Regions from separate parts of the Gossypium hirsutum genome. Here region 2 is linked to region 1. Evidence: chromatin contacts called from public Hi-C data. All regions are on one chromosome and are shown on one strand. The core of a region is the stretch at or near the end of the contact, and the rest is flanking DNA. Distances in the headings are between cores, read along the strand shown.

The links. A called contact is a pair of places that touch in the nucleus more often than the background predicts.
Region 2: a contact with region 1 is called in a Hi-C map of leaf, with 1.9 times the contacts expected there. The contact joins two enhancer-like sites. A contact is called at or near these places in 2 of 34 Hi-C or Micro-C datasets (both in leaf).

What each region holds. Positions count from the first base shown.
Region 1 is chrD02:65,454,224-65,456,867 of Gossypium_hirsutum_v2.1, forward strand. No RefSeq gene overlaps it. Among protein-coding and RNA genes, the nearest start is that of LOC107909295, 6.0 kb to the left of the region's middle. Within about 2 kb of position 1,333, at least 6 of the 9 cell types and tissues checked have an H3K27ac peak or open chromatin away from gene starts, as enhancers often do. A contact at or near this core is called in leaf, where this site is marked.
Region 2 is chrD02:65,522,505-65,525,148 of Gossypium_hirsutum_v2.1, forward strand. No RefSeq gene overlaps it. Among protein-coding and RNA genes, the nearest start is that of LOC107909299, 9.5 kb to the left of the region's middle. Within about 2 kb of position 1,342, at least 7 of the 9 cell types and tissues checked have an H3K27ac peak or open chromatin away from gene starts, as enhancers often do. A contact at or near this core is called in leaf, where this site is marked.

The DNA of each region.
Region 1 (2,644 bases), core at 83-2,582:
TAAAAATTTCAGTAAAAGTTATAAAACCTAATTTTTAAAAATTAAGAATGGCTAAAATTATTAAAAATTATAAAAGATATATATTTTTTTAAATTTTAAAAATTAATTAAATGTTAAAATGTCATTTATATCACAATTTACGTGTATATCACGCTAATAAAATTAATTAATATTAATCTTTTCATTTAGTTTAAGGTGATATGATAAAAAGTTGAAATTCAAAAACAAAAAAATTAAAAAAAAATTAAATGAGAAGCTGAAATAAAATTTTTAAGTTGCAGGAAAGAAAACGATTTGAACTTTTAAGGCAAAGTAAAATGTGAACAAATCATGTGTTGTTTGTCAAAAAGGAAATCAGAATATTTGAATTTTATATTAAAAAAATCTCTCACAAATAATTTATCATTTTTCATGATGAACTTTACTTTGTCAAAAAGTAATTATACTGTCTTCAACAAGTAAATCAATTAATTTAAAAATGTAATTTAACATAAATACAAAAAAAATTGTATTAGTTTTAATAAAATTATTTTTCTTAATAAAAAAACATTATTCTAATTTCAGAAATATGTAACTCATACGTAAATAAATTAAATCATTTTGAAATTGCAATTTAATATTGTTCGATTTTAATAAAATATTTTTTACCAATTAAATCTTAGTTCAATTCATATCGTTGTAATGGTTTGTGCATGGTTAAAAATTAGAAAAATTGTGATAAGTAGAAGTAATTATTGTTTTTCTAATAATAAAATAAAATATCATTTTAATAATATACAAAATTTCTCAAGTCAATCAAGAAATTCACAGCCCCCTGTTTATTCTCTTACCAAATTTTAATAATAACAATAAAAAAAGCACTAAAATTTTTGAAAGTCTCAAGTTGTGTGTGTAATAAAAACTTTCAAATAGCTATGCCCAGAAATGCGAAATATTTAATATCAACAAATTAGTTTATACCCACTTTGTATAAAAAAAAGGGGTTAAAATAGGATCCAAACCCTTATTTTTTGTTTGTATTTAGAATTTAGTCTCTTTATTTTATTTCTATAAATTTAGTCCCTCTGCTATTTGGATCCAATTGTGATTTTGAAATAAATAAAAAACAATCTCTTGCAACCATGTAACAATAAAATGATGTGATAATATGAAAAAATTTAACAATTGAATTTATATTTTTAAATCTGAAAAATAAATTTCTGAAAAAAAAAATATAAAAAGTGAACTAATCTAGGTTAAAACTTAAAAAGGATTTCAGTTCTATGTTTGGAGTGCCCAAATTGTGTTAAAGGAGGTTTGGGCTTATAGGGGTGACCAAAACTTCTATTGATTGGATGACTGGGACAATATTTAACAGGGCTTGGGTTAACAATTATCCTTATATTTATAAGTATGTTGGGACTCATCAAATTATAACTAAAATAGAACCAAACAATTACAAATATAACATACTATAAACTAAACTAATTAAATTGGACTAAAATCCACACCTAATAACTATACATTATGGAACTCGGAAATCCACCTTGATGCATAAACTAGTGTTGAGTTGAATGGACTGTCGTAGCCGAAACTAAACAAATGATTGACAGAAGAATCTTGTAAGCACCCAAACAAAGTATATTTGCTAACTATGTTACTTATATTTGGGTGAATCTTGCATGGCCTGGATCCTTCTTTCTCTTCCTCTTCTGTCTTCTGTTCTTTTTTCAATGGTTGGGTTTCATGTTGATTCTCTAGTTAGGGTTTGGAGGTGAAAAATCGGTGGTGTTTTTATAAGAAAAGCACATCACTGTTTTTTTGGTATTAAAGTTCAAGCAACAGAACCAGACAAGGCCAAGATCGGTTTCTTCTTCTTTTGTCTTGCCTTCCTTATTTATTTATTTATTTATTTGGCTTTGGATGAATCGGATTTACTACAAGGCAATGATGTCAAAGCACTAATTTCTTGTTCTGTTGAGGTATGGAAGCATGGAGATCAAAGCAGTGATAGAGAGATGGAAAAATGATCTGCGAATAGAAAGGAAGGCAAAATAATTTTTAACCTTTTTTTTTTTTTTGAACCCTAGAAAAATGAATGGGAAAAATTTTCACCTGTCAGTCCCCAGGGATGAGTATTCAATCTAGTTAAGTCGGATTGAGCCAAATTTTTTGAGTTAGTTGAGTTGACGAATGTTATTTTAACAACCGAATTCAATTTAATTTTTTTTCAAATAGAATTGAGTTAAGTCGAGTCGAGTTAACGAATCCTATTATTTATACTCAATGTTGCGTTTACATGGACCGATTATTTAACTAATAGACGAAGTACAAGATTATTAAACTACATAAATAACATAATGGTTTTACCTTTTAACTTTATAAGTAAACATTTATTAAAATGACATAATTTTGCCTTTTAACTTCATGATTTTGACTTTTAACTTTAGCAAGGTAAGCATTTATCAAAACGACGTAGTTTTGTTTTTTCTTATTTGGATTTTCGGATAACTCGAATTGTGTAATTCATATTCGAGTTACACCGAAAAACTTAACTTTTTATTCAAGTTGATCCGAATAACTTGATTAACTCTAACTATTTAATTCAAAATTTGAATTTTTTATCAAGTTTTCAAATTGAATCGAATTTTGTTCACCCATACTG
Region 2 (2,644 bases), core at 92-2,591, 68 kb after region 1:
TATTTGGTACAATGTTGAGATTTCAAACACTTCCCCAATCAACTTTGTTCCATGCAATTCGAAGGAGAGGCAGAAGTTGTATCATAGGAAGTGGCCATCGTTAGTAGGACTCATGCCAATAGGGATTTAAGTTGACAAATACTCTGTTTGAGTCAAGAACAGCCTCGCCCAGGTGTTGTTGAAGTGAGTGACTACTGACTAGTAATGGCTGATTAAAGTGGAAGACGTCTTTCTCATTTTAGGCGCAGGAGGAAAACTGAATGCCGCACTCCAATTAATAAAGAGTGTTCATTACATATTTGGGTTCAAATCTAAAATATCACTTCTCAAAAATAATTATATAAATCAGTTAAAATTTAATATATTTTTTATGTTACTCATTTTATATTAAGAATTTATTAACACTCAAATTATAACTACATTTTAAATTTAAAATTTGAAAATTGACTAATTTTTTTATAAATAAAACTATAGAATTAAATTCTAAATTTATGGAAAATAGAGTATATTTTAACTTTTATTTAACTGCGATGAAGTTTGCACAAGTACATTGTACATGCATCCATGGCGGTGTAATTGGAAATAAAAAAATCCCGTCTATAATTTAGAATTGCTAATATTTTCCAATAATTATAAAATCTGGACAATTTACAAGTTTGACGAAGGTGTCTAGTATGGCTAATTCCAGCTAAAGGAGTCAATTACATGCATATGGTCCTTGTTATTTGCCAATCGGATCCAAGACCATGCCAGAAATGGTTGCTTTCTATTTTAATAGCAATAAATACAGTAATTATTCGATAATCTGTTTCAAATAAAAATTAATAACTTCACAGAATAGACATTTTTCCAGGGATCACCTTCATAAAACAGATGTTGGAACAAAAAAAAAAAAAGCCAAACGGAAACAGTTAACTATAATCTCAAAATCAAATCAACTCATAAGATGCTAAAAAAAAGCACAAAAAATAAGCAGAAAACAGGATAAAATCCTTCAATAAATTAAAGAAAACCCTCCAAATCAAGATGACTGACAAAGATCTCTACATGGAAAACGAAAAGAAAACAAGATGATGGAAGGCAAAAGAATCAGCCTCTGATGTGCTTGACTTTGTACCAACCTTTCTTGCATGATTCTCCCACGATCTTCACACCCTTCTTGAAGAAAACCTTGAGCTCCTTGGCTCTCTCCTTTATTCGCTGCTCGAACCCAGCCATGACAGCGATACCGAGAAGAAGACTAATCGAACAAAATGTAAAAAAAGAAGGTTAGTATATTTCAGAGTTTGGTTGCTGCGTTGGTGGAGAGTGGTGGAAGGGAAACCCTGAGCCGCTTTTAAGCAGGGGGAGAAGGGGTTAGGCCTCGTGGGATCCAACGCATCATGAGACACGTGGCCTAAATCTGATGGGTAATGTCATTGGTGATCAACACGTTGATTGCGGGCTACGCTTTGAGATAAAGAGATACGTGGGATGTTGTTTTCCGTTTTCGATGGTCCCATTTCCTGTACAACTTTTTTAAAATTTGAAGTTATATTTGGAAGTAAAGAAAAAGTTAAAATACACTTTTAGTCCCTATATTTTGATAAAATTTTATGTTTAGTTTCTATACTTTAAAATTTAAAATAAAATCAATTCTCAGTATTCTTTTATTTGAAAACATCAATTTAATAATTAAAATTGTTGAGTAATATTTTTCTCGTGTGTTATTGATATGAGTGTTTGGGTATTTATACATGTTGCTACAGATGCTATTACAATTCATGATTGGGCCCTACTATTTTGTTTTGACTTCGTTGCTTCTAGTATCGACATTCTCTATCTCTAGCATTGACATTCTCTACGAATTCCAGGTCTACTGGGTATGTTTCTACGAAGCACGCGGTCCTTTTTGTTCCTAGGATTAACATTTTGGACGGGTTCTGTGCCTGTTGGACATGTGTTTGGACGGCCTACGGAGCACGCGGTCCTTTATGCGAGCTCCTTGGGTGTATGGGAGTTGAGACCGATGCTTTCCTTAGGTTCCCGCGAGCTGGATCTGCAGCCTTACCTTGCGAGCTAGGTCCGCGAGCTTGCTTTGCTGTTCTCTCATGGTTCGCCTTATACTCGATCTTCTGGTGGGACCTATCCAGGTCACGAGTCGGTGATTACTGATTATAACAAAAATTATAAGTATTTTTTTGTCAAAATTTGTCAATTTAGATTTTTGATTAGATTGTCCTCATATGATACAACATATGATTGACAAAAAATAAACATATTAAGTTGAAAAAATTTAACCGAATATCAACGAAAATAATGATTGGATTGAGATTTTTAAATTGAAAAGGTAAGAGTAAAATAGGAACTTAATCTGTAATTGTGTCAAAATATAGGGACTGGCAACATATTTTAACCAAGAAAAAGAAAGGAAAAAGAAGCGATTAGGAGTATTTAAAATTCTTTCTGGACTTGGAAGTAAAGTCGATGACAGTGAAGTGTAGGAAGTGATCCTTGGACCCCACAATGGAACCATTTATGGGCTCAAGAGGCTATAAATTTAGATGTCTAATTTTTAAAATTTAAGAGCAATTATTTGATACAACCTTAATTAGGCTTAGTTTGGATGGGCGGTGTGTTTACCTCCGGTGAGGTTAAAAATAGC